Linked DNA regions of Triticum aestivum: region 2 is linked to region 1. Evidence: chromatin contacts called from public Hi-C data. All regions are on one chromosome and are shown on one strand. The core of a region is the stretch at or near the end of the contact, and the rest is flanking DNA. Distances in the headings are between cores, read along the strand shown. Region 1 holds the start of LOC123159551 (nuclear intron maturase 1, mitochondrial). Region 2 holds the start of LOC123162588 (polyadenylate-binding protein-interacting protein 8).

The links. A called contact is a pair of places that touch in the nucleus more often than the background predicts.
Region 2: a Hi-C map of leaf shows a contact between it and region 1, with 4 times the contacts expected there. The contact joins the promoter of LOC123162588 here to the promoter of LOC123159551 in region 1. A contact is called at or near these places in 4 of 5 Hi-C or Micro-C datasets (leaf and an unstated tissue) and 1 of 1 datasets of contacts at active chromatin or transcription factors (leaf).

The regions. Positions count from the first base shown.
Region 1 is chr7B:447,201,623-447,208,040 of IWGSC CS RefSeq v2.1, forward strand. It overlaps LOC123159551 (nuclear intron maturase 1, mitochondrial), which reads left to right and starts at 1,343. Exons shown (of 2, transcript XM_044577380.1): 1 at 1,343-3,778. The coding sequence starts at 1,423. The coding sequence ends at 3,534.
Region 2 is chr7B:447,898,994-447,905,719 of IWGSC CS RefSeq v2.1, forward strand. LOC123162588 (polyadenylate-binding protein-interacting protein 8) reads left to right here and starts at 3,406. Exons shown (of 10, transcript XM_044580360.1): 1 at 3,406-3,983; 2 at 4,459-4,569; 3 at 4,676-4,720; 4 at 6,030-6,102; 5 at 6,188-6,300; 6 at 6,412-6,471. The coding sequence starts at 3,573.

The DNA of each region.
Region 1 (6,418 bases), core at 93-2,592:
TTACTTGCCCGAGATTCGATCGTCGGTATCATCATACCTAGTTCAATCTCGTTACCGGCAAGTCTCTTTACTCGTTCCGTAATGCTTCATCTCGCAACTAACTCATTAGTCACATTGCTTGCAAGGCTTATAGTGATGAGCATTACTGAGAGGGCCAGAGATACCTCTCCGATACACAGAGCGACAAATCCTAATCTCGATCTATGCCAACCCAACAAACACCTTCAGAGACACTTGTAGAGCATCTTTACAATCACCCAGTTATGTTGTGACATTTTATAGCACACAAGGTGTTCCTCCGGTATTCGGGAGTTGCATAATCTCATTGTCCGAGGAACATGTATAAGTCATGAAGAAAGCAGTAGCAATGAAACTGTAATGATCATAATGCTAAGCTAATGGATAGGTCTTGTCAATCACATTATTCTCCTAATGATATGATCCCGTTCATCAAATGACAACGCATGTCTATAGTTAGGAAACATAATCATCTTTGATTAACGAGCTAGTCAAGTAGAGGCATACTAGGGACACTATGTATTGTCTATGTATTCACACATGTATTGTGTTTTCGGTTAATACAATTGTAGCATGAATAATAAACATTTATCATGATATAAGGAAATATAAATAACAACTTTATTATTGCCTCTAAGGCATATTTCCTCCAGGGCCAACATTTAAGGAGTGGGCAGACGTTGTCCGTGGACATAACTAGGGTAGATTTGCTCTTACAAGCCAAAAAATCTTGTTGTAAATCCAGACATTTTGGATTTTGGTTTGTTCTTAGATTGGACAGATCTAGAGACAACCGATCAGTGAAATCATCACGAGTCGCAAAACCTGGCCATATGAGGCGTGCAACGTGGGTCGGCCCATGAGCATGGAATTTCGGCCCGGTACGTGCCCGACTCGACACTCAATTAAAAGGGTTGGACCAGCCTTCAGCCGCCACAAAACAAGACCGATCCCAAATCCAGGCCTTAAGGCCGGGCATGACACAAAATTTTTAACTGTGGGCCGACAAGGCATGGCCCGACGTGTAACTATTTTTTTCCTATACATTTTTACTTTTTTAGAAAAAAATACTTATATTTTTTTCTTATTTGTTTAGATTTTTTCTATTTTTTTTAAATTTTTGGAATTTTCTGAATTTCCGAAAAACAAACGGCCTAGAAGATCGAAAAACAACGCGGGCCGGCCTTTATAACTGGCATGCCGGGCCGGTCCCTGGGGCCAGGCCTCGGGCTGACACGGCCATGCTGTGCCAGACCTATTACAGCTGGGCCGAGCCGAGCAGGCCCATATGGCCAGGTTTGCCCGACGCCTAGCCTAGCCTAGCCTCTCAGCCTCTCAGGCCACCCGAGTGTGTGTAGCCACAGTCACCGCCCACCACCTGTTCGAACAAAAACCTCCCCTCCGATGCCGTCGCCGCGCGCAGCGCTTCGCCGTCTTCTCCCCACCACCGGCATCCAACCTATCCGGCGCCGCCCCGCACCGCCTCCACCAGCCGACCAGAGCCCCCTACCCGACCCCTACGCTCTCCTCGTCCACGACCCCATCGACCTCCTCTCCTCGCTGTGGCGCCGCGCCTTCGCTCACCCGCCGTCCACCCCTTTCCCCAACCTCTCCGGCTACGCCTCCCGCCTCGACCTCTGGCTCCTCTCCTACCAGCGCGCCTGCGCCCACGCCACTGGCTCCTTCCCGCCGCGCCAGGCCGTCCCGCTCCCCACCCTCCACTCCCTCCTCCGCCTCCGCGCCGCCGCCCTCCGCCGCCACCCCGCCTTCCCCTGGGGCGCCTCCACCCACCTCCTCCTCCGCTCCCCCGCCGACGCCCCCTCCACCGTCCCCGTTTCCCGCCGCAAGCTCACTGCCCGCCTAGCCAATGCCCCGCCCCCCTTCCAGGACCACGTCGTCCAGGAGCTCCTCCTCCTGCTCCTCGAACCCGTCTTCGAGCCCCGATTCTCCCCCAAGTCCCACGCCTTCCGCCCTGGACGCGGGCCCCACACCGCCATCCGCTCTGTTCGCTCCGGCTTCGCCGGTTACCTCTGGTTCATCACTGCAGACCTCACAACCGTGGTCGACGCCTTATCGTCAGACACCATTCTGTCCTGTGTGGAGAAGGCCGTCTCTGATCGCAAGGTGCTGTCTTTGCTCAAGTCGGCGCTCAACGCCCCCGTCCGGCCCGGGTCTGTGCCGCCAAGGGAGAAGGATCTCGATGGACTAACCAAGAAGAGGCTGAAAAGGAAGGTGCTCAGGAAGAGCAGGAAGAAGAAGGTGCTTAATGAGGATGAGCCCAAGCCAGACCCATATTGGCTGAGACTGTTCTTTGGGTTCGCCCCAGAACAGGCGTGTCACATTCCGGAATATGGGCATTGCGGGATAATTAGTCCATTGCTCGCCAATGTGTGCCTTAACGAGTTGGATTGGTGGATGGAGGAGAGGATTAACGAGTACTTCCGCCCATCAAGGCATGATTCGATATGGAAGGAGGCGGGCGATGAAGGATGCCATAATCCATCTTGGCCTGAGTTTGTTCCGTCAAGTGGGAGGGAGAAGACCAGGAAAATGGATTTCCTTAGATTTGGCTCTCATGTCTTGATTGGAGTCCGGGGGCCGAGAGAGGACGTGGTTGAGATAAGGAGGCAACTAATGGAGTTTTGTGAGAGAACATTTGGTTTGAGGCCAGAGAATTCGTCTGTGGAGATTGAGCACATCACAAGGGGGATTGAATTCTTGGATCATGTCATTGCTCGCCGGGTCATCTACCCAACCTTGCGATACACTGCCAGTGGAGGGAACATTGTGAGTGAGAAAGGTATTGGAACATTGTTATCTGTCACAGCAAGCTTGCAGAGGTGCATAAGGCATTTCAGGAAGCTTGAGCTTGTAAAGGGGGACAGGGATCCTGAGCCACTGCCATGTTCACCAATGCTGTACTCTGGGCAGGCGCACACTAATTCTCAGATGAACAAATTTCTTGAGACCATGGCTGATTGGTATAGGTATGCGGACAACCGGAAGAAGATTGTAGGGTTCTGCGGATATGTTATACGGAGCTCTTTGGCAAAGCTTTATGCGGCAAGGTATAGACTAAAATCCCGTGCTAAGGTTTACAAGATTGCATCGCGTGATCTCAGCTGCCCGTTGAGGGAGAGCACAAACAATGATGCACCAGAATACTCTGATCTCTTGAGGATGGGGGTTGTTGATATTATTGAGGGTGTACAATTTGCGCGCATGTCATCAATTCCATCATGTGATTATACAACTTTCCCTAGGAACTGGGTACCTCACCATGAGCTTGTATTGCATGAGTATATCAAACTGCAAGATCCAAAGTTCTTCTGCGAACTTCACAAGACAATCAAACGACGGGAGATAAGTTCACCACAGGATGATGTATCGAAGATGGTGTGGCATTATAAGGTTCATGGTGTTTATGATAACAACAAGGTCTCAAAGAAATTAAATGAATGGAGGAGTAATGGTGAAGCTGTCAATGGGGACACACAACTTCTGTTGGATAAGTAGTCCTATATTCCATATCATTTGTAGAGATACTGATGGGTGATACATCGATTGCACATAGCAGATCTCCTGTTTTGAACAAAAAACATTTTTGGACAAATAGTCCTAATTGTGTTTGCAGAATACTAATGGGTGATGTATCAACGACCTACCAGCTAAAGACCGAGAAATGTATCATTGGGCAAATATTTGGATGTTCAAGAGCACATGTTTGAACATGTACTACAATACTACACCTGATCTCGAGGTAAACTCATGTGTTGTAACTTTGTGTACTTGTCCTGACATCATTACGAGACATATTATCCCATTCTTTTTCTGTTTGATGTCTTGCGAACTTATGTTTCTACAGTAGTAAGAATGTGTTGTTTGTAGTTATTGTGACACTATGAAAGCTGGGATTACAATGAAAATTTGCATTTCTAGTTAAGTAGTCAATTTGTTAACAAGTTAATGGCACTTATTCAAGCCTTACACAGTTAGACTAACATGCTAGTTTACTCAATATGTTAATGATATAAGAGCACCTCCACTCGCCCCCCCCCCCTCCAACAAGGCCCCCCAAGGCCCTTTTTTACCTCCGGCGTCTAAAAAACGGCCCAGTCGCGCCCCCGGAAGCACAAATTTCGCTGGTTAGGGCCGAAATTGGCGCCGGCGGACCGAGGCCGAACCCGGCGCGCTGGGGGACGCCCGGGGGCGCTGGGGGAAGCGTTTTTGGTGCGAAAGTCCCACGGGCCCGCCGAGTCAGCGACCAGCCGCGTCTCGTCTTCCTCATCGCCTCGTTTCCCGCGGGGAATCAATGCCAAGGCTGCCGCCGGTCAGCCTTCCATTGATTCCCCACGGGCGGCGTAGTGATGGCCTGGCGACGCGCCGTCCCCCTCCAGCCATGCGTACACACACGTCTGCCGCCCCCCGGCGGCTGTAAAAAGCCACCCCTCCTCGCCGGTGGACACGCTCTCGTTCGCTCGCAGTCCCTCTCTCCTCGCCGCCGCCCCATCCCGTCTCCCTCTCCTCCCGACACTAGCCACCTCGTCTACACTGTCCGATGGGTAAGCGTTTCCCCGACGACGGTGCGGCGGCCAACTGCACGAGTGGGAGGCGCACCTCCTCCATGAGGCCAACTACCTGGAGGCGTCCCAGTCCCCCCGCAGCCCGATGCCGAGCACCCCGCCTACTTCCATGACGAGATCGAACGCGTCCGGGCCTCCCTGCCGGAGGAGGTGCGCGGCCGCCCGGAGTACGCCGCCGACAACCACGCCATCTGGGCGGCGTACTTCTGACGCCGCCACGAGGAGCAGCTCGCCTCCACCAACAACGCGCCGGTGAGCGGGGCGCCACAACGCCGACGGCCGCTGCCTGTGGTGGGGCGTCCCCGGGCGGACGTTGCACTTCGGCCTCGAGCACCTGTCCCCCGCCGGAGCGGCGGCGGCATTTGGCTGCCGAAGCGCATGGCGGGAGGTTCGTCCTCCTCCTCCCACTCCCACTCGTCCGGATCGCCGGCGCTCGCCACCGTCAAGGCCGAACCCGTGGAGACGCCGCTAGGGCAGCGCACTCGCGGTGGCGCCCTCGTCATCAACGAGGGCGGTCGTGGCTCCTCCTCCCGCCTCGTCAAGCCCAAGACAGAGCTAGGGCTCGTCGCCGTGAAGAGCGAGCACAACGACACGGCCGCCCTCGACGACGAGTCTGCCATCAAGTGGGCGCGCGAGGACTACGTCCGGCTGGAGACACAGCGCCAGCGCCGCGCCCTTGAGGAGTTCGCTGCTCGTCGCCGCGGCTGCGACGAGGGCGGTGTCATCGTCCTCGAGGACAGTGACAACGACGACGCACCACCACCGCCAACCAAGCCCGTCCGCCAAGGTGACGCAGGGCAGGGGTGCACCACGGACGGCGGCGGCGTGAAGAAGAAGGCCGACGACGGCGGCGAGTACAATGCCTTCCGCGCGTTCTTCGGCCTGTAGGAGGGGCGGCGGGGGATGGCGGCGAAGTAGTTTTTTTTATGTTTTTAGTTTTGCATTATATTTTTAAGTTTTTATGTACAAATATCAATGAAATCGCCTAATATGTGTCGAATTTGGCCGAATTTTGTCGTCTTTGGCTGAATTTTGGCCGAGTTTATTTTTCAAAAAGACGGCGTCTCCCAACCGACCGCCCCCACGCCGAAAATATCGCCGGCGCGCCCCCAGGCGGCGATATTTCAAGCGCCTGGGGGGCCGAACGGCTGGAGATGCTCTAAAATTATGATACGTACACTTCTCTTATGCTCATAAGTAGGAAATAATGTGAGGAAGTGTCATTATTTTTGGAAGTTTCCCGGTGTTTGGAAGTTACGATAGATAGTTTCATATATGTGATATTGTTTGTAAATTCTTGAGGCCTGTTCTTAGGATTTTAGAAGAAATGATAAATAGGTATAACCTCATGGGGAATTCTGTTTCGTTAAAAAAAAAGGCAAAAATAGTGTGGAAATCCATTTTGGCTCTATTCCTGTGTTTTTCTTCTTCTTTTGTTGTCCTTACAGAAGGTAATAAGTTACTCCCTCCGTCCCAAAATAAGTGACTCAACTTTATACTAACTTTGTACTAAAGCTAGAGCTAGTACAAAGTTGAGTCACTTATTTTGGGACGGAGGGAGTATTTTTTATTAGCTTCTGATATAAATGAATATCTAATTAAGAACATATAGTCATCTTGTAAATTAACTAGATGTGAACTGATTGCTTGTGTGCAACAAGCATTTGAACAAGCATATACTGTTCACCAGAACACTGTTTTTGGGGCCTCTTTGGGTTATAGGATTTTCACAAGAGTTTTGGAGAATTCTCGGTAGTTAGGAATGTTCTTCCTACAAGAGCCCCTTGGAACAATTGAATGACATTGCAGGAATCCTA
Region 2 (6,726 bases), core at 2,156-4,655, 700 kb after region 1:
TGTCATCTTACTTAATGGGTTACTCCATTCTTTATGAACCTAATACTCTAGATGCATGCTGGATAGCGGTTGATGTGTGGAGTAATAGTAGTAGATGCAGAATTATTTCGGTCTACTTGACACGGATGTGATGCCTATGTTCATGATCATTGCCTTAGATATCGTCATAATTATGCGCGCTTCTATCAATTGCTTGGCAGTAATTTGTTCACCCACCGTATTATTTGTTATCTTGAGAGAAGCCACTAGTGAAACCTATGGCCCCCTGGTCTCTTTTCCATCATATAAGTTCTCTTTTCCATCATATAAATTTCCGATCTACTATTTTGCAATCTTTTACTTTTCGATCTATAAACCAAAAATATAAAAATTATTTACTTTACCGTTTATCTATCTCTATCAGATCTCACTTTTGCAAGTAACCGTGAAGGGATTGACAACCCCTTTATCGCATTGGGTGGAAGTTTGTTTGATTGTTTGTGCCGGTATTCGGTAACATGTGCATTGTCTCCTACTGGATTGATACCTTGGTTCTCAAACTGAGGGAAATACTTACTCTACTTTGCTGCATCACCCTTTCCTCTTCAAGGGAAAAAATAACACAAGCTCAAGAGGTAGCCGTCATAGGAAAATACGTACGGTTAAAGGGGGTCTAGCTGAAACATATTTCGCATTTCCAAAGTGATGCTCAAACTTATACATACACAAGCCGCTTCGAGTGAAGCCTTTGGAAATCTCTGGAACAACTGACGATTTTGCTAGCGACACTGACGAAGTTCATCTGGTCGCTGACGAATTTGGTCACACTGAGGAGTTATGATTTCTCTAGTGCGATCTGCTTATCGTGAGGAAATTGAGTGCCCCGACAAAATTGAGAGTTCAATTTACAATTGTTGATGTGCCGCGTGCCAGCTATCGAGTGGATCCTTATCATGACAACGGTCATGTCTGACAAGGGCATTTATGACATTTTATGTTGGATTGCCCCTGGCTATAAATAGTTCACCCCCCACAACCACTGTTGGTTGGCTGCTATAGAGAGAACTTGACACTTGTCATTTAAGAGCAACCCATCATCTGACGACTTTGAGAGAATCCGAGTGAGGAAAAACCCAACCAGAGACAAAGTGATTGAGTATCACTGAAGAGATTGATCTGTGTGATCCGACGCCTATTACCTTTGAAGATTGTCATTCCTCCAGACGGTTAGGCGTCAAGTTCTGAGCACCCAAAAGTCATTGTGGTGTGTCGGTGAACAAGTTTGTGAAGGTCATGAAAGTCTGCCTTGAAGACTTACCATGAGTGATTGGGTGAGGTCTAAGTGACCTTTGCTCAAGAGGAATACAGTGAGGACTAAGTGTCCTCTGAGTTCATCTCAACCGCGTCAACCAGACGTATAGTTGATACAACAACTGGAACTGGTCTACCAAATCGCGTGTCTTCATCGAGCCAACCTGGTTTCAAATTCCTCACCCTTACCTTTTGTACTGAAGAATTTGCGATCTACTTTCTGAAGAATTTAAACTGAAGACTTTCATCACGATGCTTTCATTTCTTCAGTTCATCTTCCTCATGCATGTATGCATGTATGATTGCATGTTCTTCACATGTATGTATCTTGTATGCGCACTTTCTATTTCTGTGATGACTTAGTTCCCTCGCGTTTATATCTTTTCACTCTGATTTTCATCAAATTCATCAGAGTTTGACGAATTTCTAAAAATGCCCCATTCACCCCCCTCTGGGTGTAAACCTGTGTTTTCACTTACTACATGACCGTGAAAATAGGTAGTTCTAGAAGATACCCCATGCGTTGATGCGGGGATTGCTTGCAATAATTTAAATAAAATATATATATATATATATATATATATATATATATATATGGAAAATGCATCCTATATGTATGTTGATTATTATACTATATATATATATTGCATTTGATTATTATATAGTTGTAAATATATATAGAATATATTTATTCCATATGTATGTTGAGAGAAATATAATTAGAATGATTTAAGTTGGGATGTGTGCATGTTGAGAGAGACTATTAATAATAGTTTTCATGGATATCAAGAGAAACAGCTAGTGGGATGATGAGGTGGCACATATGGTGAGTTGCATGTGAGCATGTTGAGAAAATTGACACAGGGATCAACTATTTAGGTATATAGGATAGTATAGGACTAGCGTCACCTTCCTTCGTCATACAGCGGTGCTACACACACGACACACTACGCACGATTCATGGACGATATTTAAATCCAGCCGCACATGCACATCATTGAGAAGGACACCAGCGGCTGGATTAGCACGTCGTGCATATATCGGGCAGCAGTGACGTCTGGGTAGCAGTCTAATTTTGTTCTTAACTTCGACACAAAAATACACACCAAAGATTGCATGCATTACCCTGTATATTGATGTATAATTACATTTATATAGGGAGCCAGTGTATACTAACATATACACTCCTAAATTTATAACGAGCTATAGCTAAATTGATGTATAATTACATTTATCAGGGGAGCCATTGTACAATGACATATACACCGCTAAATTTGTTAAAAATGTACGTGAAAAAAGAATTTCTACAGTTTCAGCTAAAATAAATAATGACTACTATACAAGTATCTAAAATATGTAAACACCCAACACATTAACACAACACATGGTCATTCTATTGCGCGCTTAACATCAGACAATAAGAAGAAAATCATACTTCCTTCGTCTCAAAATAAATGTCTCATTTTATACTAAGTTTAGCAAAAGGTTATACTAACATTGAAGGTTGGGACAATTATCTTAGGACACAGAGAATACTCGTTTTACTCTTATCATGAGCAGTAACATACGACCACCTAACCCTCAACCAGATCTGCCAGATGACATGGTCTCACCAACCTCTACACTCTATCCTTTTGTCCCAATACCTATCGTTCAAAACTCCCATCAGTTTAATGCGCACCGCATAATAATCAGTAAGCCCAACGCGAGAGTTGCCAGCCATCTTGCTTGGTGTTTCTACGCGTGCACGCTGACTCCACAAACATGGCCACAAGCTCAGAAGATCCCGCCCGCTCACCCCGATGACCCGCCATTCTACACACCCATACAACTCAATCTCTCTTTAAAAAGCTTCCACCCAAAATGATAATTTCTCTTCAAGAAAGTCTTTTTGCAGCGCAAAGAATAGATGAACAAATAAACGGATAAACACGATGACAGGAGCGTAATGGACAGAAACAAAGGCGAATAGGCCCCACAGCGATTTATTTTCCCCCAAGAAAGGACTTTGTAGCGCACGGAAACGAAAAGGAAAAGGATATTAGTCGCAGTAGAGAAAAGAGTGGGCTTGGGCACCTATTTATAGCCAACCTCCCCGAAAGCGATCTCGCTCGCCTCCTCCACGCTTTTTCCCTTCCATTCCTCCCTCCCCGCAGCCCCAATAAATAATAAAAACCCAACCCCACGCCGAATTCCTTAGTCCTCGATTCGATTTTCTCGCCAATTCACGGGCCGCTAGTGCCGGGGGCGCGATCGGCGGTGAGATTCGTCGCCGGGCGGAAATGGTTGCCGTGGCGGCCGAGGGCCCGATCCGCGCCGACGCCGTGCCGGCGGCGGCCGGGGCCGGCGCGGAGAGGGCCGATGCGGCGGCCGCGGGCGGGGCGGCGGCGGCCAAGGCCAGGGAGGACGAGGTCAGGGAGTACAAGAGTGACGTGAGGAAGCTGGAGGAGCTGTTCAAGAAGCTGAACCCCTCCGCGGAGGAGTTCGTGCCGCTCTCCCGCCGCCAGGGGGACGGCGCACGCCGCCTGTCGGCCGACGCGCCCGTCTTCGTCTCGCCCGCGATCGACTACTATGCGCCCCACCACCCGTTCCAGCATCAGCAGATGCACGTGCTGCAGGTGGTCGGTGGCGGGGGCGGAGCGGGTAGAGACTCCAGCAGCGACGGATCCGCCAACGGCCAGCCGAATCGACGGGTAAGCGCGAGCCGAATTGCCGATTCGGGCTCGGTTTTTCGATTTGTTTCGCGTGGCGCTTTGGAGTGGCGACGCCTTGTGGCCAGATCAGTCGATCAGATTTGAGGTTTATGGTGATGTTGATGGGTTTGGGTTTTTTGATCTCTCTCTCACGCGATCGGCTCGGAGGTTGATCTCTTTTCTAGGGTTTTAGGTGCAGTTGGGTTTTGATATTAGCACCACCAATTGTGGATGTCGCGAACGTTACTTTGGTGAACGGATTTTTCTCATAGATCGATCGATTTCTTCTCAACTCTTATCCGTTTTACTGGATTCGTGTGGTTGACTTCATATCCGTTTGCTTTTCAGTTGTTGTTAGTTTTTTCACATGAATTTGTTTGTCAATGCTAATTCTACATTTCACCATATTTGGGTTTTAGGGGGCAGCACTTCTTTCTCGGTTATATTGACCAGCTGCATTGGTCTGTGGTTACAGAGAAGGAATGGCTTCAACCAGGGGAGACGTAGGATGGGAGTTCGGCCAAGGCGAACTGATAGGGAGGATAGTGTACGGCGAACTGTCTATGTCTCAGACATTGATCAACATGTGAGAATATTAAAGAGAATGAGCTGCTTGTATTAGTTTCTTCTTTCAGTTTTTTCTTCTTTTTGTACTTAATTGACTGACCCCTGAACGCCCCATCGATTTGCAGGTCACTGAACAGAAGCTTGCTGAGGTTTTCTCAAACTGTGGTCAAGTATGCTCTTAGACTCCTTACTATTAAAAATATTATTTGTGATAGCATATGATGCTTGTTTGTCCGAATATCCTTTTTTATATCTTGAATAAAATAAGCGATCTGTTTTTAATGGCTTAAAATATTGCATGACAGAACTGCTGTAAGTCGAATGCATCATCTTGACAAGTAATCTAGGATGAGTTCATATATGTTTGATATCTTGAGTCGAGTATGTTGGAACGCATTTTTGTTTGTACTTTGTGGCACACAGCAAGTATGGGTTTGTACTATGACTACAGTTGCACACATATGACATAAATAAATGTAAGGGTAATTCACCTGGGTGCCACTCCGGAGTTTGACTCGTTTTACATATGTACAATTCTGTTATTTTCTAATTAATTATTTAGTTATTCCGCCAATCCTCTTTGATCCTTGGCATAAGAGATAACTTGTCCCAACCCAATAGGAATATGACCTAACCGTTGTTCTTGCACTTATCTATTAGTATAGTTTAGTTATCCCTGTTAGTTTGTTATAAGTTATCAGTTACAAACCAGCATATTTGTGCCACACTTGTACCTGCTGCCAATAAAGGCGGGGCGCCATTTGTTCATTCATCTCAGAAATCCAACTAAATTGACCAAAGCCAAACAATCCTCATTTAAATAACCCAACCGATAAAGTTTCTAATATTAAGTGCCAGCAGCCTTTGGAGTATTGACAGAGAGATAATCTTATGTTGCACCAATTTTTGATGCACATCCCTTTGGTCAGGTGCTTGCACCAGCTTTTGGTACTTAAATTATTTGAGTCCACGTCCGCTGTTACCAGGATCTCCTGCGTTTTCTGTTTTTCTTTAGCTCCCGTATAGACATAACCTGCTCAAGTGTTACTGATGTATCAGATATTTGGTTTCAGTCATTCTGGAACGTCCTATCCTAATTGTCATAATCATCAATTGATGGGAATTAGTATCTTCTAGAAACAGGCGTTATATCCCTATAAACAGGTGTTATATCCCTATACACCGAGTTTAAAGCGATGTGGCGTAAATAGTTGTGCATAAATACACCCCCATCCTGAAAATTGTCATAGTCATCAATTGATGGGAATTAGTATCTTCTATGAAACAGGCGTTATATCCCTATACACCGAGTTTAAAGCGTTGTGGTGTAAATAGCTGTGCATAAATACACCCCCATCCTGAAATTCCTGGATATGCCCCTACTTTAAGTAGTTGCTATATATAGGCAATATTGGATACTTGCTTGTTTATGTCATTGTTGAAGCTTAGTAATGTTATAACCATCTTTTGCACTTGTAGGTGGTAGATTGCCGTATCTGTGGTGATCCAAACTCAGTGATGCGTTTTGCTTTTATCGAGTTCGCCGATGATGGTAGTATCTTCAACATATAAATTGCTATTTCATAACTCTTATGTTGTAAGAAGCAATCCTGGATGAATTTCTGCTTTTTCTGCAGTCGGTGCAAGAGCAGCTCTAACGCTTGGTGGAACCATTCTTGGTTTTTATCCTGTCAGAGTTCTGCCATCTAAGACTGCAATTTTGCCTGTGAACCCCAAATTTCTTCCTCGAGTAAGTAAACATATTTAGTTACATAGTTTTCTGCAAATTTGGATCCTACTATTAGGTGATTTCCAAGCTCTATAATAATACTAGCCTGAATCTGCTCCCCTTTTTGTGCAGACAGAGGACGAGAAAGAAATGGTATCCAGGACTGTGTACTGTACTAACATTGACAAAAATGTATGCTGCCCTGTCTTTCATTTCTGTTACGCTTATAACTTAACAAGCAAATTATAATCATATGTATTCCAAAAGCCTACAAAAGCGCGAGTTGCACTCTTTCCTTTTTTGGTGAACAGTTTGAGGACTAGCTTGTTATGTTGGTGTTTTGTGATTGTAGCTTAGTAACCTGATATGGTATTAGGTACCTGGAATTAGCTGCAACTGAAACCCCTTTCCTTGAACGAATGTACACAAAGACGGCCCATTATGATG